Regions from separate parts of the Sus scrofa genome. Here all the other regions are linked to region 5. Evidence: chromatin contacts called from public Hi-C, HiChIP or PLAC-seq and promoter capture Hi-C data. All regions are on one chromosome and are shown on one strand. Each heading gives the region's core, a stretch centred on a gene start, on an enhancer-like site or on the middle of the called end of the contact. The rest is flanking DNA. Distances are from core to core; before and after follow the strand shown.

What was found. Promoter capture Hi-C pulls out the DNA fragments that hold promoters and counts their contacts. Hi-C and Micro-C count contacts between places; a contact is called where the count stands out from the background. HiChIP or PLAC-seq counts read pairs in DNA pulled down with a chosen protein or histone mark.
Region 1: a contact with region 5 is called in a Hi-C map of liver, with 2.6 times the contacts expected there. The contact joins the enhancer-like site here to the promoter of TRIB1 in region 5. A contact is called at or near these places in 1 of 5 promoter capture datasets (liver), 6 of 47 Hi-C or Micro-C datasets (embryonic fibroblasts, liver and skeletal muscle) and 2 of 2 datasets of contacts at active chromatin or transcription factors (alveolar macrophages and skeletal muscle).
Region 2: a contact with region 5 is called in an H3K27ac HiChIP or PLAC-seq map of alveolar macrophages, with 2.4 times the contacts expected there. The contact joins the enhancer-like site here to the promoter of TRIB1 in region 5. A contact is called at or near these places in 12 of 47 Hi-C or Micro-C datasets (alveolar macrophages, blood, epiblast stem cells and 3 more) and 2 of 2 datasets of contacts at active chromatin or transcription factors (alveolar macrophages and skeletal muscle).
Region 3: an H3K27ac HiChIP or PLAC-seq map of skeletal muscle shows a contact between it and region 5. The contact joins the enhancer-like site here to the promoter of TRIB1 in region 5. A contact is called at or near these places in 1 of 5 promoter capture datasets (liver), 13 of 47 Hi-C or Micro-C datasets (alveolar macrophages, embryonic fibroblasts, fetal heart ventricle and 4 more) and 2 of 2 datasets of contacts at active chromatin or transcription factors (alveolar macrophages and skeletal muscle).
Region 4: a contact with region 5 is called in a promoter capture Hi-C map of fetal liver, with 5 times the contacts expected there. The contact joins the enhancer-like site here to the promoter of TRIB1 in region 5. A contact is called at or near these places in 1 of 5 promoter capture datasets (fetal liver), 6 of 47 Hi-C or Micro-C datasets (embryonic fibroblasts, fetal liver and heart right ventricle) and 2 of 2 datasets of contacts at active chromatin or transcription factors (alveolar macrophages and skeletal muscle).

The regions. Positions count from the first base shown.
Region 1 is chr4:14,390,753-14,393,452 of Sscrofa11.1, forward strand. The region is part of intron 4 of NSMCE2 (E3 SUMO-protein ligase NSE2); the gene reads right to left. Among named protein-coding and RNA genes, the nearest start is that of TRIB1, 94 kb to the left of the region's middle. Within about 2 kb of position 1,294, at least 3 of the 83 cell types and tissues checked have an H3K27ac peak or open chromatin away from gene starts, as enhancers often do. A contact at or near this core is called in liver, where this site is marked.
Region 2 is chr4:14,226,106-14,228,805 of Sscrofa11.1, forward strand. No RefSeq gene overlaps it. Among named protein-coding and RNA genes, the nearest start is that of TRIB1, 71 kb to the right of the region's middle. Within about 2 kb of position 1,371, at least 39 of the 83 cell types and tissues checked have an H3K27ac peak or open chromatin away from gene starts, as enhancers often do. A contact at or near this core is called in alveolar macrophages, liver, retroperitoneal adipose tissue and 1 more, where this site is marked.
Region 3 is chr4:14,370,353-14,373,052 of Sscrofa11.1, forward strand. All of the region lies in intron 4 of NSMCE2 (E3 SUMO-protein ligase NSE2), which reads right to left. Among named protein-coding and RNA genes, the nearest start is that of TRIB1, 74 kb to the left of the region's middle. Within about 2 kb of position 1,324, at least 21 of the 83 cell types and tissues checked have an H3K27ac peak or open chromatin away from gene starts, as enhancers often do. A contact at or near this core is called in alveolar macrophages and skeletal muscle, where this site is marked.
Region 4 is chr4:14,410,591-14,413,290 of Sscrofa11.1, forward strand. All of the region lies in intron 4 of NSMCE2 (E3 SUMO-protein ligase NSE2), which reads right to left. Among named protein-coding and RNA genes, the nearest start is that of TRIB1, 110 kb to the left of the region's middle. Within about 2 kb of position 1,356, at least 20 of the 83 cell types and tissues checked have an H3K27ac peak or open chromatin away from gene starts, as enhancers often do. A contact at or near this core is called in alveolar macrophages, embryonic fibroblasts, fetal liver and 1 more, where this site is marked.
Region 5 is chr4:14,296,719-14,299,418 of Sscrofa11.1, forward strand. TRIB1 (tribbles homolog 1) reads right to left here and starts at 1,401. Exons shown (of 3, transcript XM_021088927.1): 1 at 88-1,401. The coding sequence starts at 447.

The DNA of each region.
Region 1 (2,700 bases), core at 44-2,543, 94 kb after region 5:
AGTCAACAGTGGACCCAGGGGCCCAAGGGAGGAGCGGAAAAACCCTGGACCGACTGGGAGGGAGACCTGAGTTCCAGGCAGGCCTCTGCCATCAGCCATGTGTGTGATCTTGGAGGCGGCCAGCTAGGGCCTGACCTTCCTTATCTGGAACATGGCCTTGAGCAGTGGCTCTCAAGCCCAGCAGGGTATCAGACCCACAAGGAAAACAATTATTAGAAACAAACCTAGGAGTTCCCATCATGGCTCAGTGGTTAACGAATCTGACTAGGAACCATAAAGTCACGGGTTCCATCCCTGGCCTCGCTAAGTGGGTTAAGAATCCGGCATTGCCATGAGCTGTGGTGTAGGTTGCAGACGTGGCTTGGATCCCGAGCTGCTGTGGTTCCGGTGTGGGCCAGCTGCTTCAGGTCTGATTAGACCCCTAACCTGGGAACCTCCACATGCTGTGGGTGCACCCCTGGAAAAGACCAAAAAAAAAAAAAAAAAAAAAAGAAGCAAACCTAGGTGCTCCAGTGGTGCCTCAACGGAAACGAATCTGACTAGCATCCATGAGGACACAGGTTCAATCCCTGGCCTCACTCAGTGGGTTAAGAAGCCAGCGTGGCTGTGAGCTATGGCACAGGCTGGCAGCTGCAACTCCAATTTGACCCCTAGGCTGCGAACTTCCATATGCCATGGGTGTGGCCAAAAAAGAAAAAAAAGAAACAAACAAACCTAGATATTTTTTCTTGCTTTTTTAGGGCCACACCCGCAGCATATGGAGGTCGAATTGGAGCCACAGCTGCTGGCCTACGCCACAGCCACAGCCACATCAGATCCAAGCCAAGTCTTCGACCTACACCACAGCTCAAGGCAACGCCGGATCCTTAATCTATAAGCGAGGCCAGGGATCGAACCCACAACCTCATGGTTCCTAGTCAGATTCGTTTCCAACGTGCCACGATGGGAACTCTCAAACCTAGATTCCAAGTCCACTCTTAGAGATCCTTAATCCACGGGTCTGGGGTGGGGCCCAGTACACTTTGGTTCCTGTATGTGCCCCCGTTATGGGAACAAGGGTCACTGGCAGCGATAAATGCCTATGACCCTGGCGTCATGGCTTAGTGTTCCCTTCAGACAACTCCATCTCCTCCAAGTTCCAAAACCCACTAGATCCTCTAATCCTCTCCCTCTCCCTTGAAAAGAACCCAAACTGGAGTATTTCCAAGCATATTGCGTGGGAGCTTACCACGTGCATGGGAACCCAGAGAGTTTTGAAATCAAAGGTTGGTTCATGAGACTCACAGGGTCAAGTGAAGAGGTAACCTTGTTTAGACAGAAATCCAAGCTAAAGGGCACGAACTCCTCTGGAGCGAGCAGCTTGCAACCAATGTGACGAGGAGAGGGAAGAGGAGGCAGGCTTGCCATAGCAGTGAAAGAAGCTGCTTTTAAAACAAAAACCTGTAATACATCTGGATCTGCTTGACTTGAGCTTAAAGAGTCAGTGAACGTCTTATTCACAAGGGAAGCACAAGCCTGAGATTCAGTTTGCTTAGTTGTCTGAGCACTCTTATCAACTGAAGGCTCACTGTGTTCCAGACCCTGTGCTCACAAGCCTTCTACACATTTTGCTCCATTTCATTGATCCAACTCTGATGCAAGTATTTTACATACATTTTCTTGAAAACTGGAGATCACAGAGCTAGCCCAACCCAGGTATTTTTGACGCCATAAACCATACAAGGCTACAAACATGACCTTAATATCTAATAAACCTTAGGTCAAAATTTCTGCAATATCTAACACTGAGTAGGGAAGCTGAGCAAACCTGGCAGGTTTCTAGGAATCTATAAATTGGGAGAAAAAGTGTCTTTTATAGAATTCTCAGATGTGCTTTACTTAGAGGAATCTAGACAAAGAGAAAGAGGATGATAAATATAATTTAGAAAATCTGAATCCAACTCTGTTCTTGATGATTATGTATGTGTCCTTGAAAAGGCAGTTTTCAGAGTTCCCTGCTGGCTCGGCAGGTTAAGGATCCAGGGTTGTCATTGCCGTGGCTCTGGTTACTGCTGTGGCATGGGTTAAATCCCTGGCCTAGGAACATTTGCATGCCATGAGAGTGGCAAAGAAAAGAAGAGCAAAGAAAAAAGAAAAGAAAAGGCACTTTTCATATCGGGCTGTGGGTTGCATATCAGCAGAGTGAGGGTGACCAGAGCTACTACCATAGCAGGGATGTTGTGAGAACTAAATAGATTAAGTCCCTAAAGCAGCTTTGATCTGCTTTGAGAAAGATGCCAGATAAATGGCATATGGAACTATGATTTGTCCTTCCAAAGGCCATAGCTGACCGCAGCTTATAAGAAGCTTCCTGTAGACCAGACTTCCTTGATCCTTCTCTAAATTTTCCAGATTTCATTCCTGCAAATAGATTAGTGATTGCAAGAGGTAGACCAGGCTCCATGCTGCAACTTCACTGGGACTAGAATTTGAAATACAGCAACAAACCAGTGATTGCCAGTGGGGAGAGGAGAGGGGCCAGATAGGGGTAGAGGATTAAGAAGTACAAACTATTATAAAATATGTGTAAAATAAACTACAGGGGGAACATAGCCAGCATTTTATTGTAACTGTAAGTGGAGTATGACCTTTAAAATGTGTGAATCACTATATTGTACACCTGTAACTTATATAATATTGCACATCAATTATACTTCAATA
Region 2 (2,700 bases), core at 121-2,620, 71 kb before region 5:
ATCTTCACAGATACCAGTCAGGTTTGTTACCACTGAGCCACAATGGGAACTCCTGTCATACTGTTTTAGTTATTATAGCTTTATAATATAGCTTTAGATCAGGGATCATGATGTATCCATCTTTGTTCTTCTTTCTCAAGATTGCGTTGACTATTCAGAGTCCCCTGTGGTTCCATACAAATCTGAGTGTTGCTTGTTCCTGACTTCAGATTTTCCTTTCTCTGATGCCCCTTCAGGCCTCAGCTTTTATCCAAATCCACTCCAGTTCTCTAAAAAAAAAAAAAAAAAAATTTAATGATAACAATGAATAATAACTACATTTTTGTGTGCTCTGTCTGTAATAAATCTATGACAATGCTATAACAATTACTTTATATAACAATACTAGCATTTATTAAGAACTCTTACTTACATACTGGGCCACCTTCTTTCAATTATATATATATATTAGCTTATTTATCAACTCCATGAGGAAGGTGCTATAATATAATTCCCTTTTAAAGATGAGAAAGCTGGGGCACAGGACAGTTAAGTCACCTGCTTAAGGACACACAGCTAATGAGCCACAGAACAAGGAGTTAAACTTCAAGCTGTAAAGTCTGATTCTTAGCATCTATATCCTGCTGCCTCATGCAATCCTCCTGGGTCCTTAATGACAGTCTTCCCAGGCAGATATTTCCTGATTTTACAAATGAGAAAACTGGAGACTCAGCTATATCTTGGGCCCATGTGCCGAGTCGCCATATTGGAATTGGACCCTAAACCCAGTATTGTCTAATCCCATAGTCTGAGGCCCCAACCACCACACAGCTCTGCCCTTCCGTTCACACCAGTCTGAGCTTGGGGGAGCAGGGAGGGCCTCCCCATCTCCCTCCGAGGAATTGTTTGAGCCTTCTCCTCATGGTCAAGAATTTCTCACACGGGCTCCCCACTCAAGGGAGGCCTCCTGGGTTTCTGGATTCAAAGCCTGTGCGTGTGTCACGGCCAAGCATCTACACTAGCTGTGCCCCTGCAGATTTTCTCCAATCTTCAACTCCTCGGCAAGTGCTAGGGACTTTGTTCCATGATGGAAGGTCACTCGGTTCCAGTGGCAGGCTCAAGTGGGTGAGGGAGGCCCTTTGAGTCATGGAGGAAACCACAAGCTCGGGTCCCCGCAGCCCCTGCTCCCAGAGGCCGCACCCCAATACTGTGGAAATGTGTAATTTGCACCCTCATCCACCTCCCACAGACCCAGGGTTCTGCTGCTGCTGATTCATTTTGAGAAGCTCCACTTTCCACAGCTTCATGAGGAAGGATTGTCCCCACCGCCAGAGCCATGTGTGTTTGCTATGATTCATCAGATCGTCTGCAATCGCCTCAAAAATAGCCCTTACGCAATGCAGGAGCCGCTGGGAGCCTCGGCGCAGGGGCTTCCCCTCTTAGTCACCCTCTGGGCCTCAGTCCACTTCCACGCAGCCACGGGAACTCGGAGGGACAGGCACATGCCCAAAAGAGGAACTTGAGAAACTAGCAGGCGGGGGGTGAAGGCCGCCCCCCCACAGTTGGCAACTGTGATGAGGCAAGATCGCAGCTGTGGGCCTCTGTAGAAGTGAAATGTGCTCCGTAAACAAAATCTCCCAAGGCCAAGGGTGGCCGCGGCCCTGTGCCCTCTGGTCCCAGGGTCTGTGGCCAGCAAGGAGGCCCCGGACACGGCTGATCAGCTCTTCCTGCAGATTTGGATGTTCGACGGGAAGGCAGGCTGCTGGCAGAGGCTGATGCTGGTCTGAGCCTACAGAGAACACTGAGAGGGACAAGAGGGAGGGTGGTGTCCCACTGGGGGTGCCTCCTGCTGGAAGGAGGCCCTTCCGGTCCAGTGTTCCTCCTCTCTAGCCACCAGCAGTTAGATATGATGGGGGTTGGAGAGAGTTGTCACCACATGGATGCTCAGGCCCCATCTCCAGAGATCCTGGGTGGGCCTGGGTGTGGGTGCTTTTCAAAAGCTGACATTTTAGAGTTGAAAACTAGTTACCTAGGGCGAGCCATCACGTTGCATAGAAGGAGTTGCTGAACTTCAACTTTCCCTTGGCCTACAAAGCCTTCCACGATCAGGCCTCTTCATTTCCTCATTACCTCTCTGAATTCTCTGGGGTTTTTTGCTTGTTTGTTTGTTTGTTTGTTGTTTTTTCTTTTTTAGGGGCCGCACCTGCAGCATATGGCAGTTCCCAGACTGAGGGTTGAATCTGAGCTGCAGCCGCCAGCCTACGCCACAGCAACACGGGATCCGAGCCGCATCTGCAATCCACACCGCAGCTCACAGCAACTGCCGGAGTCTGAACCCACTGCAGAGATTGAACCCACATCCTCATGGATACTAGTCAGGTTCTTAACCCACTGAACCACAGGGGAAACTCGTGAATTCTCTGGTCTTACCACTTCTCTCTCTCTCTCCTCTTCCAGTCTCCTCCCCGCTCTTCCTCTTTCCCTCTCCCTGACTCTCCCCCCACCCTCCTCTCTTCCTCCCACCTCAGGGCCTTTGCACCACCTGTTACCCCTGCCTTTGCCCCAGATCCCTCAGGATTCTAAGTCCGAATCAGTACCTTAGTGCCTCTCCATGTTCTCACTTCATTTTCCTTCACAGCACAACAGACCCTATGTCTGTATTTTTTTATTGCCTTATCCTCCATTAGAATGTAGTCTCAGAAGGGCCAGGGCTTCCTGCTG
Region 3 (2,700 bases), core at 74-2,573, 74 kb after region 5:
TATTTTCCCAGATCCCAAATCAGCTCCCTTAAGAAATCAGTTCCCTCAAGAAGGCAGGGGTGAAGCCCTCAGAGTTTAGGATATCCCAGACAGAGCATTTTTAACCCTTGGTCATCAGGGTGTGGTGCCCGGTGCCTTTCAGCTTTTCAAGGGCTATAAAAGTGTCTGAGATCTTGAAAAACCATTTATATGCTTCAAAACAGATTAACTACAAACAAATTAATAAATGCTAAAGGTCTACAAAATGTAATGCTGGGTTAACCTCCTTAATTGTTGATTTGGTAATCAAGAATATCTCATTGGCAGAGTTCCCACAGTGGCGCAACAACGAGATCAACAGTGAATTGGGAGCCCTGAGATGTGGGTTCGATGCCCGGCCCAGAGCAGTAGGTTAAGGATCTGGTGTTGCCACAGCTTCGGCTTGGGTTGCAGCTACGGTTAGGATCTGCTCCCTGGCCTGGGAACTCTATGTGCCCTGGGGTGGCCAAAAAAGAAAAAAAAAAAAAAAAAAAAAAATTTCATTGGGAAGCAACATGTAAGCTGGATTTAGGTTTTAATTTAATAATTCCCAATTATGCTCATTGCTGAGAAATTAATTCTAAGTTAAATCCCTGACTTGTAGCCAGCCTTTTTCCAAAGCAAAATTGTAAAAATATCTTCAAAAAGTTTTGCCAGCAATAAAACTGTATTTAACATGGAGGTTGCCACAGTATGTTTGCTGTGATGTGAGTTGGGCCTTCTAAAATAATTTTCCTCAGCTCTCTAAAGGGCTTTTGTGCTTCCCAGGACCTGTCTTTGGTATTAATAGCACAAGAGTCACACTCCTACAAGAGTTCTCTTATCAACCTAATGATTCCACGGAATGGCTCGGGAAAGTCAGACAGGTGAAGACAACAAAGCCAAGGAGCAGAGCCGGGAGCTGTTCTGATTCTCTGATTCCCTTTCCAAAGCCTCCTCCTGGGGGCTGCTGCTTCCCATTTCTGATTGTGGGTCTGACAGTCAAAAGAAAAGGATCTCTTTGTGTCCATTCCTTACAGGGCTTATTCTGAACCCATCACAGATTTCTGACTGTTATACTGCAGAATTCACCAGACAATCTGCTGGAGGAATAACAGAGTTCAGCTAATGTGAAAGACTGTGGGTTTGTTTTCGGTTTTTTAAAATTGTATTTTCTATTTTTAAATTTCAAAAGGTAGAGGAAGCAAGAAAACACAACTGCAATGCCGACCACTAGGGAAGGCTGGGTGGGGAACTTAGAAGCTGTAGGTGGCTCTCGACAGCAGCAATCACGACAGAGGAAGGTGACAGCAGCGAGACCGGGGAAGAGTGCCAAGAGTGAGTAATGGCCCACGGACCGAGAGGCTAAAAAGAGAAAGAGGCTCAGTAGCTCAGCGTCTCTTGAGCTAGAACGTTTCCTCACCCGAAATCTATATTTATAGAAAGTGATATTAACGTCGGGATTCGACAGTGGGCTGAAACAAAAGGTCACATCTGGCAGTAAATGTCACTTACACCAATTTACACAAGAAAGACAAAACTTTTTGATAAGTCGGCTAAAGGAAGATTGGAGAAAAAATATCGATCATCTACTAGAATCACACAAACTCTAAAATTGAGATTATTTATCCTAATTCTCTCATTTACTTGAGAAAAAGGAGATCCAAAGACATTATAGGTTTTGTCCACAGTCACGTGGGGATTTAATAAGTCAATGTACGGCTCTGGATTTTGTCCTGGTTAATTCAAATACTAAAACCAGCTGGATCTGGGAGCCACCCCTCCTTCCCCAACGTTAGTATTTTATTAATAATAATACCTCGAATGTACTGCATGCAACATAGCAGCTACTCTGCTAACCACTTTATATACATCTGTTCATTTAATTCTCACAAAAGACCCACTGTTTTTTTCTTTGCTTTGCTTTGCTTTTTAGGGCTGCATCCGTGGCATAGGGAAATTCCCAGGCTAGGGGTCCAATTGGAGCTACTGCTGCCGGCCTACACCACAGCCACAGCAATGCAGGATCTGAGCTGCATCTGCAACCTACACCACAGCTCCTGGCAATGTTGGATCCTTAACCCACTGAATGAGGCCAGGGATCGAACCCATATCCTCATGGATACGAGTCAGATTCATTTCTGCTGTGCCATGACGGGAACTCCAGAACAACTCCATTGTTATTCTCACCACACAGACAAGAAAACTTGAGGCCCCTGCAATATTTTAAGGCAAAGGTAGGAAATATCAGCATAATAATAATAAAATAAGTGGAGTAACTCAGTTTCGTTGCTATTAAAGAGATCTCAAAAATGTTCTGCTTAAAAAGAGAAAGACAAGAAGATGAGTCACAGTCTTCCATATGCATTCACGAGGCACACTGTCAGAAGTATAAGCACCAGCTGCCAACTTCCGACCGGATGGGCAGATGGCTGGCCCACACCTTCCATCCGTGCCGGGACCCAGGGCACCCAAGCACAGGGCCGAGGAGGAAGCTGGGTGGGAACTAACATTTAAGGAGCTCTCACGAGCGCTGTATCAGCACTGAGGAACTTGAATGGGCTTATCCTGACGTCATAAAATAAAAACCAAATGGAGAAAACATGAAAATGTTTGTAGTAATAATTAGGTAGCGAATCAGAGATTTCTAAAAGTCTAGACTGTTCCCTAGTGATGTAAAGTCAGGGGTTAGCGAGGGCATTT
Region 4 (2,700 bases), core at 106-2,605, 110 kb after region 5:
TCTTGTTTTGAGAGGCCAATCTTATTAGATCATGTTCTAGCTCAGTGTAGGCCTTGCTCAATACTCTGAAATTTCAGACCTACTGAAGCTACTAAAAACTTTTCAGCTGAGGAGTCCACGACCTCATGTGAAATAGGAGTCATGGGAATTTGAACAGACTCATAAAACAGCTCTATGGTAAACTGAAACGCCGATGACAATGGAATGAATGACTAATATTCACATATGACTTTTTATCCAAAGCCCCCGGTGTCCAGTGCATTTTTGCAAACTTATTAAACCTCCGCACAGTCCCAACTATGCTACTTCCATGATACAACTTTTTCATGGACTGCTGCGTGCGGGCCTCATGTGACCAAGCCTTACTTGCCCTCAGGTGCCTGGCAGGTGGTAGGAGAACTAGCCTCTTCCATCTGCAGAATAAAGAACTACTACAAAGGAAGAATTCGAGCTGGGGCAGATTTCAGCAACTGAATGGGGGGCCTGGAGAACCTTGCAGGAGGGGTCTGGCCTCGCAGCTGAGAAAGAGAGATGGGCAAATGGCTTCCTAATAAAAGCAATTTGCAAATGCTTCTGCACACATTACCTTTGTGCTATGTGGCCCCAGGACTCAGTGGAAGTGAAATGTGTATTTTATTTCCCCTCTAGATCTCCACGCTCCCTTCCCCAGAGCCAGCCTATAACCTCAACTCTCTCAGCAGCCAAAAGTAGATGACTAAGGACAAAGCCAGAGGGTTCAACTTTGGGTTGTTGTTTAGCCTGTATTACTGGTAGTAACCAGAACAGCATAAACTGCTACCATGAAAAAGGTCAGAGGCCAAAAGACTGCTCTCTGACTCAGGGAAAACATCAGGCGAGGATAATTTTCAACTGTGTGATTTTTCAATAAATGACACAAAGGATGTTCTACTTGGGATTCTTGGTCTTAAATCAGAGCGCAAAGGCCGGAGAGTCAGTATTTAGCATCTTGATACTTTGGGGTCATGGTGTGCAAGGAGAAGAATTTTCCCTTTTCACGTGGGATTATAATGTAACGAAAATGGCACTGGCTCTAAGAAATGTATAAACTTCAACGTCTCTGGGGCTAGAATTGAGCAGGAGCAAAGCATTGGGGCCGGGGGGTTGGGGGGAGACTAGGCAAGTGGAGACGCCGACAAGCTGCTCGCCTCTCACTCAGGCAGACCCAGCGTTGTCAGGTTCGGTATATTTAAAATAAAAAAATTGGAAATGTGGCTTGCTATGTGAAATCTCCCAATTTGTGTGTGTTGCAACTAACTGATGTACATACAACTATGTGGGCCAAACACACACATCTGTGGGCTGGATCCAGTTCACAGCCTCTGGTGTCTGACCTCTGTGACCACAGTAATGGTTTTCAACCCGTAAGCAGTTAAAAGGAAACGAGATCTGACACATCCTCCAGGGAGCAGACGACACTGTTGCTTGGTCAAAAGACTCTTTATAACTCCACCGAGTGAGGTTTCAGAACTAAGTCCAAGCAGTCGATGAGTTTATTCTTCGAACAGCATCAAGTCTACAGCTGGAAGGAGGTTGGCGTCAGGGGATCTTAGGGAAGGTTAGGGAAGGGGTTTAGTGAGCCAGGTGTTCTGTGGCTTCACAGTAAGAAGTCTAACCAGCTGAATCCGCCTGTTTAAAATCTAGTTTGTTCTTTCTGCTCTTAGAGGCTAATGGCCAAAGAAATGTGTCAACCAGGGACTTCCAGGTGGTGGCTTAACAGGACTGACAGAAAGTTCAGCCGGAGAGCAAAGAGTCAATCCCCCTTCAGATCTGACCATACATCACAGAACAGACAGCGCGATGGCTGGCTGCCCATCTTCCTTATCACACACAGGGCTTCCCGCCGTATACCATGCTTTCAGCTATCTTTCCATACTGCTCCTGGAAGATTTCTAAACATAGCCATCACACGTGTGTTTGGAAGGAAGGAGGTTCTTATTTTAAAGAAGAGACAGTTCCTTGTCTCTGGCGACAGGGCTTGCAATGGGCTACCTGCTCTGTTCTACCATGGACCAGCGATCCTCAGCGTTAAAAGAGACTGAGAGGAGACAAACACTGGCCTCTTCTTTCCACACTAGGTGAGAGGAGGGCTGACCTGTGACTGATTTCCAGTGGGATGGAGAAATCCAGCCTCAATGGCCTGGCTACCGCCTTGGCATGCTATTTTATCCGCTAGTATAATACAGTAGTTATACTAATATCTAACCTTCATAGCCTACTCACTACATGTGCTGGGTACAGATGCCTATTATGCTTATTATGCCAGGTACAGTTCTAAGTGCTTTATATATATTTACTTACATTCTTCATACAACCCTAAGGATGGAGGTATTATTCCTACTCTCATTTTATAGAAGAAATAAAACCAAAGCACAGAGAGGTTAAGTATTTTGCCCAAGGTCACACAGTTAGTGACTGGTGGAAGAGGAATTCAAACCTAGACAGTCTGGCTCCAGGGCCATGCTCGTAACCATCATGCTAGATAACCTCTCAAAATGAGCAATGGATATCAAGGTAAAGGCCATAATTTGAGACCGGGCTGCTTACTGTACAATGTGAAGGCTTGGCAATTTCCTGTTCTGATGGAAAAGAAAATTTCTACTTCTACATTTTATGCAGGTGTCAGAGCAATTACACATTCGGGGTGGGGGGGAAATCTAAGAAATTTCAGTGTGCACATTT
Region 5 (2,700 bases), core at 151-2,650:
TCGTCTGAGGAAACCCCAAATAACTCTGCTGCCACCGTGTCTCCCCACCCCGCGACCTCCGCTCGGCCTCGGCCTCCGGGTGCCTACCTTGCAGCGCAGCTCGCGGCCCGTGTGGATGCACAGCGCCCGGGACACATGTTCGCGCTCGGCCAGGGGCAGCAGCAGGTAGTCGGCGATGCGGCTGGGCCCCGGCGCGCTCCCGGAGCCGCCGCCAGCCCCGGGCGCGGCGGGCGGAGGCTGCGGGCTGCAGGGAGAGCCAGGGGGGCTGAGGTAGTCCGGAGGGTTTGAGCACTCGGAGAGACGTGGGCACTTGGCCGCCACCGCCGCCGCGTCGTCCGCGTCCAGCAGGCGTTTGGCAGGAGCGCCCCGGCCGGCCGGGAGCAGCAAGGCCGGGGCTCGGGGCTGCGAGACGCCGCTCATAGCAGAGCGCACGGGACCGACCCGCATCCCGTCCGGCGCCGGGACGGCCCCGGCTTTGTACGTCCTCGGATCGGCGCGGGAAGGCGCGACGGGGTCGGCGCCGGCGCCGCGACGTATTCCAGCCCGCAGGATGGAGTTTGCAGACGGAGCTTGGTTCGGCCCCCACGGGGGGCAAAGCCGGAGCCTCTCCCCGGCGCTGGCGGTACACGCGAGAACCACCGTGGCTGCGCGTCCCGGGGTGGGAGGCCGGCTCGGGTCCTCAGACCCCCGCGGTATCGGCTCCGGGCACCTGGCAGGGGGCGGCCGCCGCTATTGTTGTCGAGGCTGCCGACAGTCAGGGAGGCAGAGGTGGCGGTGGCTGGCCTTACCGAGGTCCGAAACAGCGAGTACAGGATTCCGCAGGCTCGGCGGAGCCACGGAGCAAATGCACTTCCCAAAGCAATAAGTCTCGGGGCCAAAGCCGGAGCAACTTTTCCGCGGCGCTCGGGATCCTGCGCGCTCCGGGCTCCCGGCGTGAGTGTGCCCGAGCGAGACGCGCTCAGAGAGAGTGACTGAGTGTGAGTGAGTGAGTGTGTGCGCAGCACCGATCCTGGCCAGTGCACTCCTCCTTCTCCTTTTCCTCCACCTCCTCCGCCTCCCGGTGACTCACGCTGTATACACACATACACTCACAGGCCGGGCTGTGTAAACAGTTGGGAAGCCGGGTTGTGCAATGAGGTGGCTGCGACGACTCGGGCCCTGCCGCTGGGCGAGCAGTCACCGGAGAGGGGGGGGGGAGGCTGGGAGGAGGGAGGAGGAGCTGGGTCGGCGGGGGCGATGGGGGTGGCCCGAGGGCTGGGATGCTCCGGGCAGCGCGCGCTCTGGCGCAGGTGGTGTGTCCCGAGCTGGCTGGGGCGCGCGCACACGCCCCCCGGGCTGGGCTAAGCAGGAGGCGGCGCGCGCCCTCCGGCAGGCAGCGGGCTCAAAGCTAGAAGCTGGAGGAGGGGGTGGAGGAAAAGTTCCCGTGACGTCAGGGTCCCCGGGAAGTGGGCGGGAGGGGTGGGGCCGTGGGGGGCGAAGCGACCGCTGATTGGTGCGCGCTCCCCATTCACACCGAGCACAATGGACTGCGGGCGCGCGCACCAAGGCTCGCTGCACCCGCTGCTCGCTGCAGCCGCGCGGTGACGCCTTTTGCCCTGGGGATCTCCCCCCGCAACCGACCGCCCCGCGCCCTGGGACCTCCGGTTGGAGCCGTGGGCGTCGCGAGGCCCGGCGGTAGTCGGCGGAAAGGAAGAGAGAGAAGGTGATGAATTCCAGAATCACTCATTCACCCCCACGCGGTAGTTCCGGGGAAGACCTATGCGTGGTTGTGGATGTGGTTTTTTGTTTTTTTTTTTTTCCTTTTCCTGCCCCCTCCCAGCTCTAATCCCCAGCGTCTGTTCGCTTCCACAAATAGAACCTTCTGTTGGATGAAATAAAAGCAAACACTGGGCCTTCTGCGCTGCCTCCACCTCCACGCCCCTCCCGCGCCTGCCGCCCGCCGGGATTGCACGGAAATAGCTTCTCCAGGCTCCCCGGCCGCCCCTTCGCGGTGACTCGCAGAAAGAGCTTCCTGAGCCGGGGCCGGTGGGAAACAAAGGATGTGGGGAGAGGGCGGAAGGGGCCCACGTGGCCGCCGCTGGATTCTAGCCCCCTCCCCGGCCTCCACACGCCCTGCAGGGTCTGGGGCCCCGGGGCCAGCCCAGCCCAGTTCCGTGGTGGCCGGGTAGCGGAGTGGGAGTCATTCTGCCACCGACAGTGATACTTCCTACACCCGGGCAGCCCTGCCAGGGCGTGTGCGTGCACTCGTGCAACGTGATTGCGGTGAGCGCGAAATGTGTGTCAGACGCTGCACAAAGCTCCATGAAAAAGCAACCTAGAATCTATCGTTTTTCTTTCTTTCAAGAACCAGGTCGATTTGGAGTCCCTGGACACCCAGCGTACATAGCTATTATCAGAATCCCTTCTGCCCTTGTACTAAAAATTTCATTTTCTAAAACCAGGTCGAGCCCCAAGGATAAATTTTTTCCATATTAAATCTCCATTCATTCAGCAAATACTAATGAAGCATCTAGTAAGAGCTAGACGCTGGGGATTAGAAGATTGAGCATTAAAATAATAATAGCTAACGTTAATTGAGGTCTGTAAAATGCCAGGCACAGTTCTTAGCACTTTACACATAGTCACTGCAGTCTTACAGCCACCCCGTTGGGTTATTTTTTGCCCCTTTTCAAGAGGGAGAAGCCTGCAAAGACGAAGTTA